Regions from separate parts of the Capsicum annuum genome. Here region 2 is linked to region 1. Evidence: chromatin contacts called from public Hi-C data. All regions are on one chromosome and are shown on one strand. Each heading gives the region's core, a stretch centred on a gene start, on an enhancer-like site or on the middle of the called end of the contact. The rest is flanking DNA. Distances are from core to core; before and after follow the strand shown.

Region 1 (5,823 bases), core at 707-3,206:
ATTTGAGTCCATAGTCAGTTTTGGAATGGTGGTTTTTATAAATTTCGGAGAAATTGAGGATGCAATTGGTAAGGTCTGCGTGTACTTTATTCTCGTCAGACAACACAAGTGAAAAATTGAGGATGTAGTGTCTCTTTTATGTGTACAAGGTAGTGACAAAGTGTGTATACATTCTACTCTAGTCAGACTCGATGAGTGGAATTTCATGGATTGTGAACGGTTTGGAGTGATGGAAGGAAAAGGGGGTTGGTTTAGCATATTTGGTGAAAGAAGTGTATTGACATTCTTTGATTTTGTTGAAGCTCTATCTACAAAGATGATAATTCATACTAAGTTTTTTGTGCTTGTGTTTTGTAGGCAAGTTTTACAACCATCGCCTTATCACATTAATAAATTTTAAGTTAGGCATATATTATTATATTGAGAGTAATGAAATTTATAATAATATTTTAAGTTGTTCAAACTTTTATGGCATTAATAATCAATTATATTTTTAAAATTATTTAAGTTTTTAATTATTGTGATTTATAATATTTTTTCTTCTATTCTACTAATTAGAAGTGACATAGTAAAATTATTATAACAAATACTTGTGAATTTTTTTTAAGTGGTCTCATATAGGACGTCAAGTTAATTTAAACCATCAAAAAATAATTTATCATTATATGTCTATTTTATCCTTTTTATTAAATATTATTAATTTTTAATACTTAAATGACTTTTAATAATTAATTATGAGTGATATAGTAAAATTACGGCTGAAGCAGTCATGTCATAATTAATGTTTATTTTAATTTTTTATTAATTATTATTAATTTTTTTAATACGTCAATGACTTTATAATAATTATTTAGAGATAATATAGTAAAATCACGATTGAAGCAGACATGTCGACCATGAGCAGACTGCTTCAGCTGCTTATTGTGACTTATTATATAGTAGAGTGTATACCGATTTCCCATTTTTTGAGTTTCGTATTGAAGTATCGGGTGTGTGAATTTTTTATTTGAATTGTCACCAATTATTAATTTATTTTTTAAAAAAATTGAATACATTATTTAGATAGAAAAATTGAGCAATTGATAATTGAGGATGAGTGTTTTGATAAATAATTTATGATATTTGAGTTGAGAAGCGCACACACCTAATAATTGATGTTACTAAAAAAAGCGGGATGGTGTAAGGGTTTTAACCCTTCACTTTTTCTCATTTTAAAACATTTTCAAAATTAAAGATGAACTAAAAGCACTTGAAATAATTTAATTCAAACACCCTCTTAGTTTGAAATATCACTTACATATATTGACTGAAGTATATCTTACTTTTCATTATTATTTAGAGAAAAACTAAGTCGTATGCTTGGAAATAAGTTATCCCTAATATAAATAATGAGATAAATATAAAATAATTCTACATTATTTCAAAATTATTATACATTTTACTTCACATCAAACGAAAGCGATTAAACGTTAAATTTTTTTGTAAAAGTTGGTTTGTAAAGTTGGATATTTTTCGAATAGGAATTTTGACCTTCTTTGAACAGCTACTTATTAGAAAAAATTACATATACTACAGCTTATCTTTATTAACTACATAAAATCTCTAATTTTTTTATTAATTACCCAAAATTTCTTTTTTTTTTTTTAAATAATTGGATACATCCACAAAATCATAAATTTTCGAATACATAATTTTAATTATATCTCTCTCTTTGATTTAGTTAATATATTATACAGAAATGAACGTATCTCATAAATTAAAATTATATATCTGATTACTGATTATCTATACGAGCAAAAATAAAGTAATTAATTATTACATTTTAAGTCCAAAATTAGAGAAAATCATAAAATCCTCCCTAAAGTCATTTCAAGTAAATTTAATATATCCCCTAATCAGGAGAATGTCATCACTCTCCAAACTCGCGTGAGAAGGGTAAAAAATATAAATAATTATCAGGTCACAATTTATTTATTTATTTATTTTTACTTTGTTTTTTGGTCTTGCTCCATTATTCTCCTCCTTTAATTTTACAACCACCATGCCACCCACCACATGTACAGCCACCAGCCACAACCACCTTATCCGTTTCTCTTCCTCCATCACTATCCCGACTTCCAACTCTTCCATTCCACCGGAATAAAGAATAGCAAAATACTATTTTTTTGGGCATAGGACGGAGAGCTTGCCGGAAGTGTCTATTATGGTTGTTAAAGAAAGCCTAATTGCTAAATCTTTACAGAGGTTGTTCAGTTTATGGAGAAATACAATTGTCATGCCACATGTGTTTGTTGTTAGTCTTATGGAGTCAGACGATGGGTATTGACGCTGGTGACATTAAAAGGTTTCGATGATGGGTGTTGTGGAATTGATGGAGGTGGAGATGAAAGTGCGAGTTTTTTAATTGCTTCAGCCATTTAAATTCCTTTTAACAGTTTCAATACGGCCACCGAAATTTCAAGATAAAACTTTGCAATTAATTTTTTGTTCATTTAATCATTATATTGTAAAAATGATTTAGGATGGAACATCTGTCGTTTTGATACCATTTTTGAAATTCCAAGATAAGTATCGTGGCTGAAGCAATGGTGGTGAAATTAATATTGGCGACGAGTAGAGTATTGTGGGATTGATGAAAGTGAAGGTGAAATTGCATTTGGTGATGGGTATTGTGAAGTTGAAGATTGCAACGATGGTGTTAGTGAGAGCTTGGATGGTGGCGAGGAGTAGTTGGTGGTGGATTTCGTAGTTTCGCAGGCGATATGGTGAAGCACCAAAGCGGGCGGATGAAAAAAAGAAAAAGAAAAAAAATTAAAATATATACAAGAATAAAAACTGACACGTGGAGGTGGTGTAGAGCACCTCCCACTGTAGGTGTGGTTCTTTATTTTTTTTTAAGGGTTATTAAATTCACTTTAAATAAGTTGTAGTATTACATTTTCAGAAATGCAAAATTGGAATATCTTGGATCATTAGCACAAAACTAAACAATTGAAAGGAATGTGTTATGTGCTTTCAAAAATATAATTCTTTTTCTCGATTACACCATAAATCTTAAAGTATTTCTGCTATCGGAAGTTATTGGGTGAAAATCATTTTCCTTTCTCAATTTTGTCTTAAAAAATAAAGTTTTCCTCAACTTTGAACAATAGTTATATTTCCTTTTTTTATCTTAATTGAATTTTTAAAATGATGAGGGAACCCACAATCACTACTTTTTGGGTGTGCACAAGGTAAACTCTACTCCTGTTTAACAGCTCACAAACTACATAGGAGAGATAAACAACACTCGAAAAGCCCCGTGCGACGATTTTGACTCAGAAGGCCAATCCTTTGTTGTCACATGGAATCCAGAACTAAATATGTCATCAAACTTAAAAAGTGACAGAAATATGTAATATTTTTAAATGATGACGTAAATAGGCATTGAGCACAAAAAAATGTGCGCTATATGTGAAAAAATTTAGCAGATCAAAGTTAACTTCGGTTAATTTTTTTAAAAAATGGATAACCACAAATTAAGTGTGCTATCCTTTAGTTGATACTCTAAGTTGCTCCATGAGATTAAAATCTACTTGGAAGTTTATTGTTGTTCATTGGACTAAGAGGCATAGTATCAGCATATTGTACTCTGAATCAAATACTTACTAATCATGATCCACATATTATTCAAACATTAAATTCAAGTAGATACTCTGTGATCGTATGCCAAACGATCCCTCAACAGTTTCACTGGTAAGCACCTACAATTAGAGTTCCATACAATGAACAACAATAAACTCCCAAGTAGACTTTAATTACATGGAAACTAGGTAGACACAATATCAACTAAAGGATAATGCATTTAACTTGTGTGACATCCATTTTTTAAAATACTAGTGTAACAGAACGTGCCTCACACGTGTAACTTTTGATTATTTAAAATTAAATAATTTTATTTACTGCGAAGATTTTTAATGAACTGTAAAAAAAATCAAATCACTTGTCAAAAATTCTTCACACTTTGATATAATAATGTAAACATAAATATATATTTTAGTGTAAGCATATATATATTTTGCCATCAGAAATTTCAAGTAGTTGATGGATCATCACTTTTGCGTTTGTCATGCAATACCTGTTTCCCTTACTGTCAGAGGCTAAGAGAGACGAATCAATTTGAACCATATTTGTGGTATGATTATTTTTTTTCTTCTATATTTTAAATCTCTCCTTACTCTTAAAGTCAAATCTTAACAAAATCATTGATTACATTCTTATTACATACTTAACACTTTTAAAATTTTTGATACATCTTAAATTTTTCTTATCTAATGTTTTTATATTTATTCATAGATTTTTTAAATTTTCTTAAAATCAAATTTAGCTGTTAGAATTCTTAAACTAATGAAAAATGTATAAGTTATCATTAATTCTGATGAATTCTAATAAGGAAAAGGTTTTACCATGAATATATTTAATTAATTTTCAACTCTTAAATATTAGAAAAAAGTAATGAAAAGATGATTTTGTCTGAAGCAAAGACTTTTAATGAAGGGCAAAAAATTCAAACAATATTTCTAAGACCGTTCACACTTTTAATTTATTATATAGAATTATAAATATAGATTATAGATAAAACACAAGTTAATTACGGGTGTGTTTGGTATGATGGAAAATATTTTCCATGAAAAATGTTTTTCTGAAAAAGTTTTACTTGAAAATAAGTTGATTTTCTATTTATTTTCTTATGTTTGGTTGGTGAGTGAAAAATATTTTTCGAAAAATATTTTATGATGTTTGATTAGTGAGTAGAAAATATTTTCTAATGTTCGGTTGGTGAGTGAAAAAATATTTTTAAAAAAATACTACTAATTGTTAGCTAGTATATCACTGCCTCTAGCAACTCAACAATTTGTAAGAACTAATTTAAGCATAGTAGATAATATCAATATCGAGTACTAAAATGTTAAAAGTCACTAATTTTTAAGCAAATTAGCAAGCATAGGAGAACTTTTCAGCATAGGAGAACTTTTCAACATTTTGTTGGGACAATCTCAAAATACTACAATCAATAAAAATACCATTGAACGACAAGCTTATTCAACCTTGTGAAACAAGCTACAACAACGTCAAAATGGAATATACAATTAGCAAAAGTAACATAGGTAAGGCTTCCTCTATGCACATGAAAATAATAGTACATTCAAAGAACATTGAAAATAGAAAAAAATTTGGGCTTCACTATTTTTTATTTCAAGCAGTGAAAAATTGGAGTAAAGCACAGTGAAACTTTTTTTGAAAAATGTAAAATTTTTTGAGTAATGTGAATTTGAGTGTTTTTGGGATGGGGGAAGAGGGGTGGGGGTAGGAGCATAAAAGTCACTGTCATGACCTAAAAACGAGGGTCATAATGGAACTTGTCGCGGCGTACCTTGACAAGAAAGTCTATCACCCAAACTGATACGAAAAGAAGAAAAGACAGAAATATCCCACGGTAAGGCTTCTAGAATAAAGCCGAACCATATAAGTAATCATAACAATGCAAAAAGAACTTATCCAAAATGCCAATCATGCCCAAAACCAGGTGTTAATTGTGTAAGAACTACTAATACAACTCAAGAGTCAAATGCATCAAAAAAATAACCACAAAGGAATAATAACTGCCTCCGAATACTAATAAAGACATAACAACTATAAAAAGATAGAGGTGAACTTCGGACGCATGAATGTCCAACCGCTACCTTGGAAGCTCCAACAATCGCCCGAGTCAATCAAGCTGAGGCACACTCTAGCTAAGACCTGCACCGAAAGGGCGCAGTAGGCATGAGTACGGTTCACTTG
Region 2 (6,718 bases), core at 2,974-5,473, 34 kb after region 1:
TTGTTAGTACCTTTCTATTTTTTGGACTCATATATCAATATATTATACATAGATATGCTATCTCTAAAGAAGTCTAATTTATGATCTAACAAAGTATTAAAGTATTTGGGTCTAAAATATAAATATCTAATTAGTATCGATTTATTTTTGATAAGTTAAACCACATGTACCTTTTAATAAGTGTGATGAAAATTTAATTGAAAAGGTACCTCTTCTGAAGAGGTATAACTAAATAGTGCCTTTTAGACAAGTCAGATTATAAAAAACATGGTCCATAATTTTGTACGTAATTTTTTTTATTTCTCTGCCCCATCTTAGAAAAGGATATAGAATGCAACTGATTACAAGAAAAGAAGAATCATCAAAATCAAGTTATTTGCAATGGATAAAGATTAGTGTTCTTATTATTCTTCTAATTTGAATTTCTGTCTAATGATTTACATGAGATCTTATGATAAATTCTTTAAAGTATTATAACATATTTTACTTCGGACTTTGCCTTGAAACCAAGACTTGGGGAATTGATTCCCACTCTCACTTGGATATTGTAATATTTGAATATTAGTCCTTTTAATGACAAAATATAGCCTTTGTTAGAATTATTTATTTTATATGGACTTAACATTAACTTTTTATTACATTAAAGTAAAACGGGCTGATGTTATTAGTTGGTGGACAAGACACAGGCCATATATTCATGCGGATTTCATATGGGCCTGTATCCATTTCATGTTATTGGTGTGGGCTGGCAATAGTGTAGGCCTGTAATAGACCTGTGAGCCCATAATAGGAGGTGCACTAGGTTAAGGTTTTAAGCCTATAAATATAAGGCTATATCCTCTCTCCTGGCTTTAACATAAGACTCATTCCTATAAGCTGCTAGTCGTCATAAGCAAAAGAGAGGAAGACTCAGCCTAGCTCATCTTCGATTACGTGTAAGCAATGGCGGAAAAAAGTACGCACCTTTCCTCTCTCATATTTCGTTACTTATAGGTGTTCTTGATTTATGTGAATCTGTGGTGTGTTATCTATTAATCTCAACAACCTTCATATTAATGCTCAGGAAAAGCAGAGAAGTGAATCACCACAAACCTCAACATAAATTAACAATGTTGTATATCAAACCAAAGAAAGCACAACTTTTTTATTTCTTTTTTTTAATATCATCTGCAACACATCGCCTTCTTCTTGTTAAACAAAATGCCCTTTGACTCCTTCAAGAGTAAAATCCCGCAGAAAAGATCTTTCCATTGTGCAACTTTTTAAAAAAATTAATCGTAATATCTCCAACTATTCTTCTAAACATCTTTCTGCATAGACCACACACTACACTAACCAGTAGACGAAATTCTCCAAATTTTAGTATCTCTTGGCAACAACACATCTCCACATGGCCACCATAATAGGATGACATAAAGATATAGTTTGGACACCTTTCAGCCACTATGTAAAATTGCTAAAGACAACACCAAATTTAGCCGGGTACAGGTCTGAAATCAATTTTCTCTTTTATCAGACCAGTTAGTCTATCGAAGCCTTTTCTACATTGCAGAAATTCAATTTTCTTCATATATAGTAAGTATCTTTTTAGAATGTTGGAAAATATGTTTCATGAACACATATAAAAATATACGAAAAAGTAATCAGAAAAACAAACACAAAATCAAAGGCTTGAAACATTCGCAAAACGTTTTCCTAAAAACGATATTGGCTCCCTCTCATCTGCGAGATTTCTATGGGATTTAACGCAAATAGTTTTAGTGGGTATGACAAGCCTATTGAATTCTGAACTAAGAAAATAGTGAGGAAATTCTTCTGAAAAGCAAGAAGTCAAGACTCAATCCTTTGAGGAAGAAGAAAACCTTTGGAAAAAGCTTTGAAAAAGTATGTTGTAAAAATTATGATAGAAATCTATAGAGTTGGATTTAAATAACATTGTTGGTGCCCAAAGGATGAAAGGACACAACCTTTCACTAAAAACACTTTTTCATAAAAGTCACAACTTTTTATCTAAGAGACACCTCTTCATATAAAAGATACCTCTTCACTAAAAAGGCATCTCTTTATTAAAATACTTATACTTATTAATTTAATTTAAATAAAATATCCAACATATATACACCAATTTCTTATTTTTATTTGAAAATGACATTCAAAACACATCTAAAGTATTTAAATTTCTTGAGTTTCGTATTGCAATATCTGTGAATGTTCAGGTAGGAAAAGTAAGCAATTGATAATTGAGAAAGTTTTTTGATAAATAATTGGTGATAGTTTAGTTGAGAAAATCACACTTGATAACTGATGCATGAAACTCAAAATATCGGAATAATGCAAGTGTTTTTACCCTTCGCTTTTTCTCTTTTTCAAACATTCTCAAAAAATAAAAAACTAAAAGCAATTGAAATAAGTCAATTCAAACACTCTCTCTTAGTTTGAAATATTAGTTACACGTATTGGTTTTACAAAGTATATATAACTTACTTTTCATCATTATTGGTGGAATGATGTTTGGTTAGAAACAAGTAATCCCTTATATAAATAATAGAATAAATAATCTCAAAGTTGACTAATATCTTCAATCAAATACAAGATAAAATAATCGTATATCATTTCGAAACTACTATACCTTCATACTTTACGCCAAACAAAAGCGATTAAACGTTAAAAACTGTTTAGAGTCAGTTTGTAAAGTTGGATATTTTTTGAATAGGAGTTCTAACCTTGTTCGAACAGCTATTTGTGTAGGCCCAAACTATAAGCAGTTACATGGACCCAACAAATTCAAGGCTCCATGTTGGACCAACACACTTGTAGAGAGTTATTTCCTCCAATTTGTATCCTATAATCTGTGCTATTGGTCCGTGCTAAGCTCGAGTCCATTTGTAATTTTTTTTGTTACTCTAAATTTTTGTTTGATTTGTTATATTATATTAGTTAAAGGTAGTTTAATAATTTTGAAATATTTTTAAACATTTTAACTATGGATCAATTTCAAATCTTTTTTTTTCTGTTCGTTCGTTGTAGAGAATGTCTCCTTCCTTTCTTGGGAACTCCTTAATTTTGATTTTTTACATGACATTTTTAAGATCACAAGATTAAAAGATTTTGGTTAGATTGCTTATCGATGGATTGGGCAGATAATTATGCTTATCGGTTTGGCTTGTTGGTTATTGATTTTTAAATGTACTAATCTGATAGCCAACTGATAAGATAATGGTTGATTCGATATCCTATTTTACTCTTAGCATTAATTAATTTTTCTTCAAATTAATTTCAAGACACAATGTAAATATAATTAAACAGAGGTACTATGGTAAAATAGTCATTTTATTAATGAGTGTGTCAAGTGAAAATATGACAAGTAAAAATGAACGGAGGAAGTAAATTCCGACAATTTGGAACTTAATTACAGAAAATCCTGATATTTTACACAATTAATGTAAATTTCAATTTTGAATGTGTCGATATACATAATTAGCTCCTGATATATCCAACGAAGATACATTTTTTCCTTTGTAAAGATACATAATTAACTTTTGATACATTTTTTTCGATCCTGGATCTGTTGAGATACATAATACATACAATAAAGATCCAATTTTTCCGGTGCAAAGATACATAATCAGCTTCCGATACATTTTTTTGGTTTTGGGTTTGTCGAGATACATAATTAGCTCCCGATACATCCAATGAAGGTACATAATTAGTTGAATTTTTATAATTACTTTGTAATGGTAGGGGTTTGTATAAATATAAGTTAGGGCGTATGTTTATGTTATTTTCTTAATGTTGTTTAAGTAATCTTGTTTAGATCTAGGTAGCGATAAAGAGAAATATGCATAAAACAAAATGTTTATCGAACGCTAGCTGATAGGTTTCAAATTTGCTATTCTCTACAATAAGATAAGTTATTACATTTTCAGAAATGCAAATTGGAATATCTTGGATCATTAGCACAAAACTAAACAATTGAAAAGGATGTGTTATGTGCTTTCAAAAATACAATTCTAGTTTTCGATAACACCATAAATCTTAAGTATTTTTGCTATGGGAAGTTATTTATTTCGTGAATCAAAAGTTAAAGATAATTTTGATGCAAACTGTCTTCCTTCATAAAATAAATTTCATCAAACTTAATAAAGCATGGCGAAATGATCCCTCAATACAGCTTAGCTGTATAAAGTTTGTACAAGTAGTGAAGAAGCATACACTAAAAATAAATGTTCATATTGCATTAGCCCAGTGAAATTCTCTTATGGGCTCTGATAGTCCTGAAGGCTTAGTCCTTATATAGCATGAAAAGCAAAACTTTTCATCAATTATCCCTTTTTCGAACAGTTGTTTGGTAAACGATCCTTTATTTATTTATTTATTTTGTTTAACTTATATAGACCTATCATATGAGATCATAGTCTAAAGATCTTGTTTGAACTAATTGAAAATCTTATTAGAGAACGTTAAATAATTACTTTAGATTTTATAAGTTATTCAGACGTCGTCAGACAATGATCTACTATTTTATATTCAGACGTCGTCAGACAATGATCTACTATTTTATCTATATGATTGAAAATTGTATGAGAAAACATTAGAAGCAAGTGTAATCTTATCAAGAAGGGTAAATTTTGAAGAAGTATACTTACCCAACTTTTAAAATCAGGGACAAAATCTGTATAATTATGTAAAAAGGGGATATTTTGAGTAAATCAATCCAGGAACGAAGATATAGGGCCTCTATTATGGGCTTGTGACTTGCCAAATTCCTATCTGTTGCCAATGATAGTATTACAATCCTTTAATTTAAAAAAAAATATCAAACTTTATGAGTTCGAGTTTGAGATTTCAATGCAACTTATGTTGACTAAGTTAAAAGGGCAATTCGAGCTCTAAAACTTTTGTTATGTGTAGAGTCGGGTAGAGTGTCGAATTATAAGGATCTATTTAGATTATATTACATAGTTAATTATTTATTTATTTATACATTGAACCAAAATTACTGTCTTAATACAAACCAGAACTTGTACGCTACATCTGCTGAACATGTTATTATTTTGAGTTAGTGATCAAATCACGCCTAAACTATCACTTTTCAAACCATAACTTAATTACACTCGACATTCGCCATATCATATTACCTATATTATTTTCTTATAAGATAGCTAGACGATAAATTATTTAAACTTTACTTATAGTATTGAAGGTAAAAATATAATAATAATAATAACAATAATAACAACATTTCCACTATAATTTTATATGTGGAGCGAATCAAAGATAAGATTCATTAATTTTTTGGTTTTAACTTTTTATTTCTTACAAAATTATTCCTTCTGATCTTTCACATCACATAATTTATATTTTTAGTAAAGTAAATATAAAATAGAATAAGAAGAGAAGTAGGACAAGTAAGACGAACGACAAATGCGGCGAAAAAAATAATCACATGTGAAGATGTCCGAAGAATATGACATCCCTAAAAAATTTCCATATCTCTGTTCTTTTGGCTCCATTAATTCGCTCCCACAAAAATTGCAACAAATCAAAATTCGAGTTGAAAATAAAATTATGTTTAATTATATTTTTTTAAAAAAATTATTTTAATTGATGTTTATGTTTCAATATAGTTTTAAAAATGATAAGTGAAATAGAGACAGGTTATAAGCTACATTTTAAATTTGAAATGCAGCTTCAAATTTAATTTGAGATTTTTATGATCAAATACTGAATAAAAGTTACTTTAAAAATAAATAAATAAATAATTTCTATAGTCAAACTCTAGTCAAGCGTTGTGTTTGAAAATATTTTGGATCTTACACTAATCACATGTTTTCATATATGCTCATTATTAGCATCCTAAATCACTTTATTCTCTCACCGTTAGTACAATCTTTGGACTTTGGGGGAGCACTGTGTTTGAAGATATTTTGGACCATACACTAATCACGTGTTTTCATATATTTACATTATATAATAGCCTAAATCACGTAGTTCTTAGGTAAAATTATACCATATTATTGTAAAATCCCACTAATTTTAGTGCCAATCGGAATTAAATTGATGGTTAATAGGACATCGAGGGGGCATACTAACTCAGATTGGGGTGGAGGGGTAAATTATACAAATTGAAAGAGTTGGGATAATATGAGTCAACCTAAGGACAAATTCAACAAGAACAAAAAAATATAGGGATTGACGTCAGGAGTTAGCTAATAGTGAGGGGTTCGAATCGTCGAAAAATTATACTATTTTGTACAAATTTAAAATTATTTTTCATGTACACATAACAGACGTTGAATCTTCTTTAACTAGTTCTTTTGTTCATATTTTTTTATTTTGAACCCCTTAATTAAAATGTTGGTTCCATCACTAGTTGACGCTTCGCATCCTCCATGACATTCAAGATTTCTAAAATTTTATTTCGCCAAAATGGTCAAGTAGTGAAATGGCTTCGAAAAGCACGGTTAGGAGTAAGATTCTTTGGCCCTTTTTTTTAATTCTCTACAGAGGTATCAAACCTTTTCCCAACATAGGTGACAACGAATTAGGCAACGATAGAAGAGATCAAACACGAATTATAAAATACTAGCTCGCCTACTTTTTTGATATTTTAATAGAGGGGAGTTAAAAAAGTGGACAAGATTGAAGAAACAGTGCATGTGTCGGGCCTAGTAGAACCACAAAAATGATATATGCAGTATAATTCTACAAATAAAGT

Evidence for each region. Hi-C and Micro-C count contacts between places; a contact is called where the count stands out from the background.
Region 2: a contact with region 1 is called in a Hi-C map of pericarp, with 3 times the contacts expected there. The contact joins two enhancer-like sites. A contact is called at or near these places in 3 of 5 Hi-C or Micro-C datasets (leaf, pericarp and placenta).

What each region holds. Positions count from the first base shown.
Region 1 is chr11:19,626,640-19,632,462 of UCD10Xv1.1, forward strand. It overlaps the pseudogene LOC107846685. Among protein-coding and RNA genes, the nearest start is that of LOC124888797, 15 kb to the right of the region's middle. Within about 2 kb of position 1,957, at least 5 of the 5 cell types and tissues checked have an H3K27ac peak or open chromatin away from gene starts, as enhancers often do. A contact at or near this core is called in leaf and pericarp, where this site is marked.
Region 2 is chr11:19,658,673-19,665,390 of UCD10Xv1.1, forward strand. No RefSeq gene overlaps it. Among protein-coding and RNA genes, the nearest start is that of LOC107848103, 12 kb to the right of the region's middle. Within about 2 kb of position 4,224, at least 3 of the 5 cell types and tissues checked have an H3K27ac peak or open chromatin away from gene starts, as enhancers often do. A contact at or near this core is called in leaf and pericarp, where this site is marked.